Regions from separate parts of the Anas platyrhynchos genome. Here all the other regions are linked to region 1. The links are chromatin contacts, called in public Hi-C maps. All regions are on one chromosome and are shown on one strand. The core of a region is the stretch at or near the end of the contact, and the rest is flanking DNA. Distances in the headings are between cores, read along the strand shown. Region 1 holds the start of PPCDC (phosphopantothenoylcysteine decarboxylase). Region 2 overlaps NPTN (neuroplastin). Region 3 holds the start of CD276 (CD276 molecule).

Evidence for each region. Hi-C and Micro-C count contacts between places; a contact is called where the count stands out from the background.
Region 2: a contact with region 1 is called in a Hi-C map of skeletal muscle, with 1.9 times the contacts expected there. The contact joins the enhancer-like site here to the promoter of PPCDC in region 1. A contact is called at or near these places in 2 of 8 Hi-C or Micro-C datasets (skeletal muscle and subcutaneous adipose tissue).
Region 3: a contact with region 1 is called in a Hi-C map of subcutaneous adipose tissue, with 1.7 times the contacts expected there. The contact joins the promoter of CD276 here to the promoter of PPCDC in region 1. A contact is called at or near these places in 3 of 8 Hi-C or Micro-C datasets (liver, skeletal muscle and subcutaneous adipose tissue).

The regions. Positions count from the first base shown.
Region 1 is chr11:12,785,354-12,789,936 of IASCAAS_PekinDuck_T2T, forward strand. It overlaps PPCDC (phosphopantothenoylcysteine decarboxylase), which reads left to right and starts at 2,812. Exons shown (of 6, transcript XM_013097217.5): 1 at 2,812-2,954; 2 at 3,989-4,155. The coding sequence starts at 4,003. It overlaps SCAMP5 (secretory carrier membrane protein 5), which reads left to right. Exons shown (of 8, transcript XM_038184959.2): 8 at 2,711-2,850. The coding sequence ends at 2,750.
Region 2 is chr11:12,972,230-12,976,812 of IASCAAS_PekinDuck_T2T, forward strand. It overlaps NPTN (neuroplastin), which reads left to right. Exons shown (of 8, transcript XM_038184867.2): 6 at 3,831-3,852; 7 at 4,333-4,406. The coding sequence ends at 4,393. Among named protein-coding and RNA genes, the nearest start is that of REC114, 28 kb to the right of the region's middle. Within about 2 kb of position 2,727, at least 4 of the 8 cell types and tissues checked have an H3K27ac peak or open chromatin away from gene starts, as enhancers often do. A contact at or near this core is called in subcutaneous adipose tissue, where this site is marked.
Region 3 is chr11:12,913,954-12,918,536 of IASCAAS_PekinDuck_T2T, forward strand. It overlaps CD276 (CD276 molecule), which reads right to left and starts at 2,586. Exons shown (of 8, transcript XM_027466271.3): 1 at 2,434-2,586; 2 at 1,933-1,995; 3 at 198-548. The coding sequence starts at 1,972.

The DNA.
Region 1 (4,583 bases), core at 1,562-4,061:
ACAGGAGAGAGAGAACCCTTCAGCCCTGCTGTTGACATGCTGGAAGCCAAGAGATTCCTAATCCAATCCCTGGCTCAGGATCTCCATCCACCTTCTCTCAGTGCGTGGTGTTGTACATGTGTAGTTTACATTTTGCTGTGGAAGAGCAGTATTATTTTGGCGTGGCTGCAGGTGAGAGCTGCTGTGTGCATGGGTGCGTGCATGTTGGGGAATGAGGACAGGTTTTCTCTGGGGGCTGAGACCAGCCCGGTCCCGTGTCCTGGACCTGTTTTCTAAAGGCTTCTATTTCAGAACTAAAACTGGCAAAACCTGGCAGAGTGTCTCTCCTGGGACCTATTTTTGGTGCAATCTTGCCACCCCACATACAACCAGCCCCGCCGATGCTGTAAATAATAATACTTCTCCCTGTTGGCTCGCAGCTCTTAAGGGAAGCTCTGGGCTGGTGGGAGTGACTCCTCCTTGCTCGTACTCCTAAGCAGTGCAGTGGAACTTGGCTGCCTGGCTCTAGTAGGATCCTTTGTGAGAATGAGTCCTCCTGGTCCACCAGCCCCCAAATCCTGCCCAGTTTGGGGAGGTCGGGCTTGCAGGGAGGAGCTTGCAGGGAGGCAGCAGGGCTCAGGGCTGGTTTGTAAATGGGAGCAAATGGACATTGTGGGGCAGGAGGAGGGAAAGCTCCTTCTCAGAGATGCTTTTCAGACTCTAAATGCACTTTAAACAACCATTATTTTTTTCCTTCAAGTCCTAGAAAAGCAGCCCAAAAGGGAATGCAGCCCTCTGGCTCCAACCCCTCTTGCCCCACAGATGCCCCACAGATGCTGGTACTGCAGGTGCTGTGCCCCTGCCTGCCCCCTCCCCCCCAGCAGTTTGGCAGTGCCAGGATGCGAGACCTGCCCACGGGGATGGCACCAAACTGGAATTTATCTTTTTTTTTTTTTTCCCAGCAAAGCACACCAAGAATAGTTTCCTTTTTAAGAGTATCACTTCAGTCATTTGGCAGTAGGTAGTTGTCTCTTGACAAGACTAAAATGCAGCTAATGATAAAAATGCCTGTCTGTGTATGCGTGTATATATATGTATAAACTGTAAGGAGAAAAGTAATCCGTTGCTGAGCCTATTATGTACTTAATCAGGTTTAAATATTGTGCAATTCATTTCTAGCTAGCCTAAAACTTACTATGCCAAATCATGTGCTCTGTCATCCATGTCTGCAAAATAACAAAGTGATTTCAACCTCTCGCGTTTATATCGAGCTGCAGAAATGATAACCTGTAACGCGCTGTAACTAACAGGCACTGCTTCAGCACCTCACCCTCCTCTCGAGTGTCTCCTCTGTGCAAGCGGGGCCCCTCGCTGACCCCACACGCGCCTTGCCCTGCTGGAAGCTGGCGGTGGCACCACACCGGCCCGCAGGGTGGTCATTTTTAATTAGCAGCTGTGTTAATGGGGGAGCAGCCTTGGTTATGAGCCGTGGCTTGTCTCCCCTTCTGCACTGATTATTTAATAACAAGAGGGGTGCCCACAAGCTGGCACTTGGCAGCTGCACCAGGGGAAATTTGGGGAGGCTGTGTGCTAACCCAGCTCTGCTCTGCATTTGGGGTGCCAGGAGTAACCCTGCACCCCAGGGCTCTGTCCCTGTGCCCTTGCTCTCACTTTCTTCCTGTATGCTTTTCATTTAAACCTTTAGCAGCCAATTTTTAACTCCTAGCAGTGAATTTTTAACCCCTAGCAGCCAATTTTTACCCCCTAGCAGCGACTCCTCTGCCTGGGACACGCATCAAGCACCACCCCGAGCCAGCGCTCCTGCTGGGGCTGACAGGACGATGCTCACCCCACAGCTCAGGGTGTTGGGGTGGGGAAATGCAGCTGGCCAGCCTGCAGCAGGGCAGGGACACAACGACCCCCCCGGGGCTGGGCTGCCACCAGAAAATAACGCACGCTTATAGCGCCTGGGGCTGGGCACTGACAATGGGGGGGCCTTGGGGCTGGGAGAAAACGGGGTGTTTGTGGTGCGGGTGACCAGAGCGGGGTGCGGCGTTGCCCCACGGGGCCCTGAGGCTGTGCTGGGGTAAATCTGTGTTTTTTGGGAGCCCCTGAGGGGCCTGGGCCTCATGGCGGCGCCGCGGGACTACATTTCCCAGCGTGCCCTGCGCTCTTCCGGGTTGTGCCCCCGTTGCTAGGGCGGGGAGCGGGGCCGGGCCGCGGGTAGGCCGCAGGTGGGCCCCGGGCCCTCTCCCCGGGCTCCCCGTGTGTGCCCTGCAGGCCGCCGGGCTCCTCCCGGCCGGTTTCGGCCTCGGCAGCCGTTAGGAGCGGTTCTCAGAGCTAAGGAGCCGGTAACGCCGCTGAGGGGCCGCCTGCTCTGTGCGCCCTTCGCGCTTAGCTCCCCCCCCCAGGGCTGTGAGGGGGAGAGGAGGGAGCGGTGCCTCCAGCAGCCCTCACGGCCTGTGTCCTACAGCTCAGCTTGGGGGTGCTTCGGTGAATTAATCGTTACTTAATAAGAGTTTTCATCTCTGGGCAGCTTGCGATAGCTTTAATTTTCGTTAGGTAAGCACGTGAAGTGCCGCTGTGGTATCAGACCACCCTAGCCGCTACGTACACTGATAATCCCGTTCTGTAATTTCTCGTGGTAAGCAGTGCCTGGAAGGTCAAGCTGAAATTGTGCTCCTGTCCTAGCTCTTTTTTTATTTGCCTTTTTTTTTTTTTTTTTTTTCAGCCACATTGACAAACCCCAGGGGCCTGAGCACAACGTATGAATTCCCAGTGGAGCGTGGAGAAAGGATGTGCGGCTCCCTTCGTGCCTCGGCTGAGGGGCTGAGGCAATTAGTGAGGATCCTGGTGCTTGTGCCTCTTGGTGGCTCAGGCTCCTGTGTAGCTGTTGCCCGAGCGTGATCTGAATCGCCCCATGAAGGATCCTAAATTAAACTTGGATCTGAGTGAGCTCTGGGAATGACCAAGAGGTAAATGTTCTCCAGGGAACCCAGCTGCCTCACTCCAACGTCCAAGCTGGTGCGTAAAATAAAGCTGGTGTTAAGATTTTTTCCTTCCTCTCTTTTACCCAAAATGCTTCCAGGTAACTTCCTCTGAGTAATGAGGTTAGTTTCACTGAATCCTGCTGTGATGCCTTCACTAACGTACAGTTTTCAGATGTTTTACATAAGAGAGCTTGCTCTTTGTTAGTTTCAAGACTTAATAGAGACGTTCATATGGATTCTGTAGAGGAGTGCTTTTCTTTTACTGAATACTTGTGAGTGATTTATCATTAGTGACTTATCAGCGTGGCAGAACACTCAGAGATGGCAGAAGAGCATTCTGAATCATCTCTGCTTGCCACACGCCTTCAAAAACAACCTCTAGGCCTCTAGGTAGCCTTGGCTGGCAGTGGGGGATGAGTGAGTGGTTCTGGCTTTCACATTCCTACAGTGTTTGTACATAGTGGCTGGTTTGGTTTATGTTTTATTCACAGTTTGGGTCTTTTTTGCCCGATCTACACAGAGTAATTCCTAGTGCTACTGTAAATATGCATTAATACGATGGGCAGTAGAGCTCTAATGCTTGCCTGAGGCCCCCCAGAATTTTTACTTCCTGAAATGTCTACCTGCGTTTATTCTTCTCCACAGAGCGTGAAGGGAGCACGACTCAGCTGGGCTGCGTGTCTTGCCTGCAGTCTGTGCCGTGTCCACCACAAGAGGGCATATTTCTGTTCTGGGGGCTGTTGGCTTTACCAACAGCATCGAGCTTGTGTAATTTCTGGCATTCTGTTTACTGTTGTCCCAGAGAACCTGTACGTAAGGAAAATGGGAGGAGTCCGGCTACTCCTGTGCTTAAAGGGGTGCCTTTAATAAAATAAAAGCTTTGTGGATCAGGGCCTGAATGTTCAGCATCAGACCGAGTTGCTCTGGGTCCTGCATAGCCCACGCTTAGACCTGTGTCTTTGGGAGTACTTCAGGAGTACCTGCTGTGCTAAAATTCTTTTATATTTCTGTGCTCCTAGAGTTTGACTGGACCATGGAGCCCTTCTCACCTCTAGAACCAAAGGCAGCTGCAGAAACGGGTTCGTCTGTGCCAGAGAAAAAATTCCGTGTCCTGGTGGGTGTGACTGGCAGTGTGGCTGCCCTGAAGCTGCCTCTCCTCATCTCTGAATTGCTGAAAATACCTGGGGTGAGTAAATCTTATCGGTAGAGCTGGTGCTATCCTGGTTTTTTGGTTTCCAGGAGAGACTGGATGGCTTCTGCTGAAGTGAAGAGTTCCATCTGGCCTTGAGCCCTTTTGTTTGAAACTTGGGACAGGTTCCTCCTGCTTTTAAAAATCAATATTTCTTTTCATATCATTTCTTACTTCTCTACACTTAAGCTTTAGCTTGAAATTAGGTTTAAAGGGCAGCCACTATTCCTAGATACTTCCCTGGGCAGCCCTGGCTGCAGACACAGGTGGATGCTTTTTGGAGGTTAACATTTTTAATTAGGACCCTGCAATTTTTGGTAGCTGAGATGTGGGCTTTACAAAGAGGGACGCTGCCGTCTGACCAGCAAAGAGCAACCAGATCTTGTAGAAACAGGAGATCCAAGCCAGTATGTGTGTCTGAGCAT
Region 2 (4,583 bases), core at 1,477-3,976, 190 kb after region 1:
TGACTTCCCTGTTCCTGCTATTACTGTAAGTAATTTAAAGAACAAAATGTTTTCACTTAAACGGTTTACCTTGTAACAAGTTAATTTTTGTTTTTTCCTATTACCCGCACCTTTCTCTCCCACGCTTAAAATTCACAATGGGGAGAAAACTGTCAGACAGGCACGCTGTGAGATTGTGTAGCTATAAACTATACCTAAACGCAAGCATCGTTGTGTCAGAGCGGTAATGGAATAGCCTGGCTTCTGTGGGCCTTTGTACTAATTTGTTAGATGCTATTAGAGGGTCAGAACTCCTTGAGCCTGATGTAAGTAATCTTGGCCAGAGAGTCGTCATTGCCTTATGCCTTCATTCCATTTCAGAGCAACTGCTTTGACCTTACCGGTGGGTTTTGCGGAGCAAGGTCAGTGTCTCCACTCACCGCTCCCCCCCTCTGTTATTAATGAAGCGAAACAGAAGAGCGTTACTGCAAACCCTGTGTGCTGTGCTGGTAAATGCTGCCTCCAAATCTTTGTGCAACCTAAATTGTCAGTGCGGGTCGTAACGCCCATGTCCCTGCAAACAGCTGCGTGGCAGAAAGCACAGGGTGCTCGCTGGGGAGCCTCCTGCACCTTCCATGAGTTCACCGAAGAATTTGAGGGTTTTGTTTTGTTTTGTTTTTTTAACTTGAGCAAACATCTGAATTCTTACTAAGGTCCTTCTCAGAAGTTTGCAACCACTGCTGAATTTTCTCTTCTCAGAAAGCACAACCTGAAGCTAGTGTAAATGTCAGAAGTCCCCATCAGTTTGCAGCAGACTGCTTTGCAGGCTGCAGTGGTCGCTCTGTAACACCAGACCGGAGCAGCCACAGATGCTGGCTTTTCCTTTTAAGCATTTGGACAGAAATTGCACATGGGTGTTCTGCTTGGGTGTGCGCTGTAATGATGTTTCTGTTCACTACAGGTGTGCAAGGCAGGCCTGAGTGCTGCCATCTGCCAGGGTAAGCAGCCCTGTAAAAGGGGAGCCCTCCACAAAATGCAGCCCCCTTCTCAGCCTGCTGTAGCATGAGTTCTGTTCCCAGACACTTAATGCAAGTTGAAGCTACAGCAAACATTTGTCATTCCCCCAGAGTTTTAACGTCCAGAAATTTTGCCTAAGAAGATCACGCTTGATGCGCAATGCACTAAAGACAGGAGTGATTCTAAACTTCCAATTCAGAAATCTGCAATTTCAGGGCAACACTAAGCAGATAATCACTATACCTACCTTAATCGTGCATTATATAAACAATGATCTGCTGGAGTCTGCAGGCCCTCCGAATTAAAAAGCCAACTCCTGGAAAACGAGGGGGTTTAGGTCGGTCAATTATGAAATCACAGCTTCACCTGGCAGCATTTCAGGAGCCCCGCAGGTGCGGAATGGAATGAAGCCGCATACTCAGAGGCTGGTTCTCTGTGGCCATGCATTTTAAATACTGTTGCGATAGAAATCAGTTACTAGAGCAGGTCTTCTGGCATAAAGGTTTTGAGTTATATTGATATTTGTCGGTTACTATGACTTCTTTTTTTTCCCCCCTTCAATTGCATCATACCCTTAAAAAAATGGTGGTAAGTGAGAGATCTGCATGCTTTGGAGTTTGTTTAATCTCCGCTTCAGTCTATACAATGCACAAGTCATAATGTTAACACTTTTTCTTAAAACTTCTTCATTCACGTTCACGACTAATTTGGATTTCAGTTTGCTGTTTTTAATCTTTATTTAATCTAATTTTGTACTTATTTTTTCTGTTGTTCTGTTGCCCCCTGATTTCGCTCAGGTTTCGGTCTTTGTCTGTACTGTACTGGGGATGCTTTTTCAGCAGAGAAAAGCCTGACCGGGGTAGTAACGCATAGAGAAATTTTCCTCGGTCACATTTTATCACCGTTTAGGTTATAGAAGGGGAAGGGGCGAGTGGTGGTGATCCACTGGTCTTAGGCTTTATGCACAATCACAAGTATCCTAATAGGCATTTTTGTTGGATCTTTGGCAGGGAAACTTTTTGCTGGCAGCCTTTATAAACGTGAAGCTTTTTTCTTTTAACACACTAAACTCCCTGTCTGAAATACACATCTAAATATTTTAACTGAGGAGGAAGGAACAATGGTTATTTGGTAGCGAGAGAGAGAGCTTGTATCTTAATGGTGCAGTTTGCTATTTCTGAAGTTCAGCAAAACAAACTCTCAAAGCTGTCTGATGCTTGTAGAAAGCTGAGATAACCGAGTGGTAACGCCGAACGGCGTCGGTAGTGCTACTGGCTTGGGCTGGGGGGGCGCAGGGCTTGCTGTCTGTCCCAGGCTCTTCCCACCGAGTGCGCAGAGTACGTAGCCTAGCCTGCTTTGCAATCTTTTGTGAGTCAAAAGATTATCGTGGAGGGAGGCTCTAGATTTACTCTACTGTGCTTTGTGTTTCAGTACCTGATGTGTCTCTGTATATCTCCACTGTATATACAACAGCACATTGATGTCTGGTTGTCCTTACTAGTCCTAGTTCTCTCTGTATCTTGTCCGATAGTGTACTGTTGCTGGTAATGGACTTCTGTGGACACTGGTGTGTCGCTAGTATGTTATTTTTGGCTGTAAAGCTCTCGGTTTGTGGTTAGTTCTTTATTTTTTTGAAATATTTTTTTGTTCCGGTCACTGTCTGTGCTAGCGGTGGCTTTGCCTCTCCGTTGCCTTGAAGGTACAGGTGGAGTAATGTCCTGTTTGACAGACATTACTCCTAGCGTGTGCTCATGCGGATGCCCACACTGTTCAGACTGTAATTTCCATAACTGCTTCATGTGCACCAAGCCCCCTTGTGGAATCCTGCTGAGAGTTTCTTGAAGGCTTCAGTGAAAAATCCCTCCCTCACAAGGGGGAGCAGCAACTGTGGAGTGCTCAAAACAGCAGGTCATGAATTGGTCCCCCAAAATACCTCTACGGGAACATTAATGTAACTTTCTGGATTGATTTTTGTACTGCTGCTTAAATGCACTTCCATCTTCTGTACTGCAGCTCGGGGGAAAAACAAGGGCTTTTTTAATTCAAAAAGTATTCAATTGGCCATGAAAGAACCCATATGAAACATCACTCGTTGGCAATTTTTTTCCAATTCTTCAAAGAGAATGTTTGTTCTTGCCAGGAAACACAGGCAGAACAATGCTGTCAGTCTTCCGTAGCTGAAGTCTGTTGTGACACCGGAATTTTTCCTGGTGCTTTGAGTCCTGTGCTCTATCGGACGTGCACACAAAGCCTGCCGCTATCCCAGGTCTATGCTTGGGTACTTGGATCAAGTATTGAATCTTCAGCCTCCTCCTAACCTGGTCTCCGATAATTAGATCTTGAGAGAAATGGGAAATGAAAAGGCTGTGTCGTCTGTGGTAGAAGATGAGCATATGGCGTGTACACCCTGTTGTGTATATACCAATAATTACCCACCCACAGTTGAAGGATGGCTTAAAAATCAATCCAAGAAAACAAACAGCAGGATTTTACAACTGAGATGTTGGTTTGTCTTCTCATCTATTTTTATAAGATTGAACCACTGGAACTTGGGGACAAGATGAGCCTGACCATATTGCAACAATCTGTCCGCTACAGTTGCAGTTCTTCATGACAAGCATTCAAAGTGTTAACTAAAACCATTGAAGCAACATACCTGCCATTAAAACTTGAATCCAGAAAATAACTCCATGAATCTTTGCACTACCAAGTGGAATGGCCTTTAATGCTGTAGATAGATTGGTTTGCAGTTGGGCTGGCAGCGGTACAAAGACTGACTCTCTTTTCTTTCCTTCCCTTGTCTTCCCTGGATTGCACCTGAATTCTTGCTGCAGATGATGAATCAGCTGGGCCAATGTAAGTGCACCGTAAGAAAAAAAAATATTGCTGAGATCACTCTGGGGGCTTACGGGAGTTGGCAGCGCTGTTACGTGTGCCATTACTAGCTGTGACATGAAAGCTCTAATAAAGATCAGCATGCCCTGTGTTATATAGCAAAGTAAAAGCAGGCAAAATCCTCACTCTTTGAAGCCTCTGAGTTTATCTCTGGCTTTTTTGGCCAAGGGAGTAAAAAGTCTATTGCGGGAGAGGCACAAAAAAGCCCCTGCTCCCAAATAAAGGGGGCTTGGACCACTGATGCTTGGGAATGATACCTGCTTGGTTTGTTGTTTGATGGCAGTGAAGTAATGAAAATTGAAATCTGCCAGATTCTTGCTTGACAATCAAATATTTTCAAAGGAGTTAGCATGTCATTCTTCCTTCATCCTATTTAACTTGGGATGTACAAAGAAAATTTTCCTACGCTTGTAATTTAATGCGTTTTTTTTCTTTCCCCAGGAAAACCAATTCTACAAACAATCATAAAGATAAAAACTTACGCCAGAGAAACACAAATTAAAAATGCTTATCATGTAAGTATGACTTGCACACATCTCAGAAACGGTCAGACTAAAGCCCTCCTTTTTCTCCCACGGTTTGCGTATGTAAACCAAACTCATTCTGTGTGTTAAAGCTACCAGCTGCTCAGAGTATGGCACTAGCCTTTCTGTCACGCTTCAAAGAGCACTGGGGGTTATCAAAAGAATTTT
Region 3 (4,583 bases), core at 1,336-3,835, 130 kb after region 1:
GCCGAGAATCTCCCCACCACAGCAAGGACGGGATCAGCCCCCCTGTGAGGAATATTTTGGGGGAGATGCAGCCTGCTGGAGGGCTGAATTCATGTGGAGACCACACGGGTGGAGAAAGAAGCTGCGTGGAGGATGAAAGTGTGACAGAGAACCCTTCTCGTGGGGGAGGCACCCCGGGACACCTCTCCACCTCTCACCTGCCACCTGCAGCGTCACGGCAGCGCTGCTGTAGTCACGGACGCGGACAAAGCAGGTGAAGCTGCCCTCATCCGCGATCTCCACGCGCCGGAGGAGCAGCGAGACGTTGCCCTGGGCCAGCTGGTCGTAGAAGAGGGCCGTGCGGTTGGCGTAGCCCCCGCCCTGGTCAGCCAGCTGGTCCCGGCCGCCAGAGAAGCTGTGCACCAAGCGCTTGGTGTCCGTCAGCTGCCAGATGAGGCTGAGGTCGTCCAGGCTGAAATTGGCCTCGGGGGAGAAGGAGCAGCGCAAGGTGGCGTCTCGGCCAAAAAGGGCCACCACGGGCTCCTCCGGGACCTGGATCTCCATGGCACCTGCAGGAGAGAAGCATCTCCTTAATTATCCAGCTGGCTAATTAATGACTAAGAGAATCGAGGGGCTGGGAAGGGAGGAAAACATCTCCAGCCCTTCCCAGCAAAGCGAAGCTGGGGACAGCAGCAGCCTCCCAGGGGTGAGCCCAAACCCGGGGCACTGCTGCCCTCAGCTGCCAGCAGGCAGCAAGTGCCACCCGTCACGGGGACAGCACTGCCAGGAGCACCCCGTGGGTGCCCAAACCTGCTCGGGGCCGCTTCTGTTTTGGTAGGGTCTACAAGAAGCCACCCCAACGGCGGGCTGCAGAGAGGATGGAGGCGATGAAGCGGCGCTAGATGGCACCAGTGCCATGCCCAGGTGGGACGTGCCCAGGTCCCTCTGCCAGCCCCAGGTGGCACTGGGTGGCACTGGGTGGCACTTGCTGAGCTGGCAGTGGCGCGGGCGGAGGCGTGGATCCGGCCCCCAGACCCTCACCACCCACTCGCCCCCTGTCCCCTAGGGAATGATGGCAGTGGGTGGGGATGTCCCAGCAGAGCCACGTTCCTCAGTGTTATACGGGGAAGGAAAGGGGGAAAAATCCCACCTGGCACCAAGGGAGGTGCATCGGCAGTGAGGTTTGACACCCTGACCCCAATAAATCCCTGCAGGAGAGGAGCTCAGGAGGGAGCCAGGCTGGCTGAGCCCTGCCAGGGGACACGGATGGACAGACAGACGGACAGACACAAGCACAGCGCCCGGGCAGCCAGCCTGGCTCTTGGCAGGCCCCACGGCGTCACAGCTCCCTCCGGCTATTAATAAAGGCCTGTGGGTGGTTTTTAGGAACATCACCCGGCCTGGCTGCTGGCTGGCGAGCATCCCAAAAGGAATCTTCCCCACTGCCCCCCTGTGCTGTGGAGCCGCAGGGGGCTGCTGCAGCAATGCCAGGGGTTTGGGTCGAGCCTTGGTGTGCTGGCAAAGGGCTCAGGGAGCCAGGCCAGGACCACTCATCCCTCTCCAGGAGCCAGCGGGCGCTGGTGGTGTGCCCGGAGGAGGTCTGGGAGCTGCCGAGTGTGGGGCCGGATCCAGCCCCGTGACATCCCTCAGGACGTGACCCCGCTGTGCCTTCACCATTTGGCTGCAGCACGTGGGACGTGGAGCCCCTCAACACCGGGACCCTCCTCCCGCGGCGGTGGGTGAGGGTTTGCCCCTCTTTGTGCCCGCAGCGTACCCGGGAGGAGCACCCCAGAGGGGTCCCCACTCACCCCAAAGGGGTCCCTGCTCCCCCAGAGGCGTCCCCACTTACCCCAAGGGTGTCTCTATTCACCCTAGAGGGATCCCCGCTCACCCCAAAGGAGTCCCCGCTCACCCCAAAGGGGTCCCTGCTCCCCCCGAGGGGTCCCCCCTCACCTGCCAGGCTGAGCGCCAGGGCGAGCAGCGGGCAGAGCATCGCTGGGGCGTCTCCTCAGCACCCTGGAAGAGGGGGGGAAGAGGGGGGGGAAGGAAAAAAAAAACAAAAAAAGAATAATAATCAAAAACTATCCATTCAAACAATTAAGAAAAGATCAAAGAAAATCAAAAAAGACACCCAAAGGGTGTCGGGAACCTCGCCGCTCCCCCCCCCCCCGCCCCGTCGCTCCCTCCCCAAGCCGCTTCCCCGCGGCTCAGCCCCAAACCGGGGGGGCCCCGAGGGGGAGCCCCCAGCGAGGGGAAGGCGGCGGAGCCCCCCCCACGCCCCTCGGGGCCCCCCCTGCCGGTCCCATTCATTCCCCCCCCGCCAGCACAAAGCCCGGGGAGGCCCCGGGGCTGTGGCCGAGGCCGGGGCCGCTCCCGGAGCCCCGGGGGCCGCGCCCGGAGCCCCCCCCCCGGCGCCCCCCCGGCGCCCCCCGTCCCCGCCCGGCCTGCACCTACCGCGCCCCGGCCCCGCTCGGCCGCGCTCGGCTCCCTCCGGCTCCCTTCGGCTCCTTTCGGATCCCGTCGGATCCCTTCGGATCCGCTCGGGCCCTGGTTGGCTGCGGCCGCTTCCTGCCCGGGGTCCGGCGGGGGAGGAGGGGCCGGGGGGGGAAGGGGGGAATGGGGGGTGTGGGGCTGGGAAATGGGGGGTGTGGGGCCGGGGGGTGGGGTGCGGGGAGTCCTAGAGTTGGGGTGTGTGGATATAGGGAATTGGGGTGCATGGGGCCAGGGATTGGGGTGCAGGGAGTCCTAGAGTTGGGGTGTATGGAGATAGGGAATTGGGGTGTATGGGGCTAGGAATTGGGGTGTATGGAGATAGGGAATTGGGGTGCATGGGGCCAGGGATTGGGGAATAGGGGAATGGGGGATTGGGGTGTAGGGAGCTTCAGGTGTGGGGTGGATGGAGATAAGGGATTGGGGTGCATGGAGCTTGGGGATTGGGCTGTACAGGGCTGGGGGATTGGGGTGCAAGGTGCCCTAGGTGTGGGGTGTATGAAGATAGAGAATTGGGGTGCACAGAGCTTGGGGTGCACAGAGCTGGGGGTTGGGGTATACAGAGCTGGGGGAATAGGGGTGCAGAGGCACTGGCAGCCCCACACCATCCTCGGTGGAAGACGCTGCTAGAGAGGGAGGGACCCCCAAATATTTGGGAGGCGCAGTGCGGGGGTGCCCACAAAAGCAAGACCTCAGACACACGGTACCTGGGCAGCTCTCACCGTGTCCCCAAGGCTCCCGCATCGTCCCCATGACTCGGTGGCCCCAGTGCCCACGTGGGAGGCTTCAGTCTCACTGCGGGGGAGAAAAGGAAGCTCCTCACCCTTTTGATTACAGAGCAAAGCTGGACCAACCAAACCTGGAGAGCTCAGAGCTAAAAAGCAAATAAAAATACCCTGAGATGTGCTATATTTAAAACCACTTGATTTTTTTTTATTTTTTCCCTGTGAGCAAGGAAGGATGTTGTGGTGATGGAGCTGGCAAAGCCTTGACCCAAGCTCCGTGGGTGAGAGCAACAAGAACAATCGAGGATGAAGCAAATACACTTCAAAAGCAGCTACGCTTCAAAACTGGGAGCTCGATTTGCAGCTGTGCCTGCAGATCAGGAGGGTGCCTCTGTCCGTGCCCAGCCTGGTGGGGGTGGTGGCTGTGCACAGCTCCTGGAGACCAGATGCAAGAGCCCCATCCACCCAGAGGCATTTTTGGGGGATGCTACCAAAAAGGATGCAGCCCTCCATCTCCAATTGGAGCCCAGCTGGGCTTGCAGGGGCCTTCTGCAGGAGAGGAGTCCCTACCCAGCTCCAGAAATGCAAGTGAAGCCCGAGGGGTTCAGCAAAAAGATCCCAAAAAGATGCGAACTGCCAATGCAGGGCTCAGACATCACAGTGTCTGAGCGCCAGCGATTCCTTACTGTTAAAATAAATAAAATCTAAAACGCCCTTTGAAACAAAGGCAGATTTTTCCACATCAACGCTAGCTTAGAAATTAAAATCGATGCTGCTTGCAAGCCTGTTCATAATTAACAAGGAACAAGGCTTCCAGGGAGGAATTTAAATAGTGGATGCTCTGTCCCAAATGAGTATTTTTGGCTAATTTTCCTTCCTCGCACCCTGAAGTACCCGAGGTATGTGCATGATAACAAAGCTGATGACAACAGAAAAATGAATAAATAAATAAATAAGCAAACAAACACGGGAAGGCAAAGAAAAGGCGGCGATTTGCAAGTTTAATTTTACGTTCAGCCAGGATCTGCTCGAGGAGACGCACTAAGGTGCTGGGGCACATGCATATTCATAACGCCTGCCAGTGATTCGGAGCAAAAAGAGGAGCAGAGAGGGCTTGGGGCTGCTCGGAGCCTCAGCAGAGCGAAGAGCTGGTCCCGGGAGAAGCCCAGTGCTGGTCCTGCCCTGCTGTTCCTGGGGCTTTTTGCTGAGGCTGCAGCTGGGACGGCCTCAGCCCTGCTCGCTTGGAGGAACGGAGCCGAAACGCTTCGGATGTGGCCATGCTGGGGCTGGGGACAGTGAGTCACTCACCGCCGCCTGAGCGCAGATGTTTCGGGTCCATGCACATGGTGGGAGGCTGCTCTGGAGGGAGCTCAGCGATTTCTGCAGCAC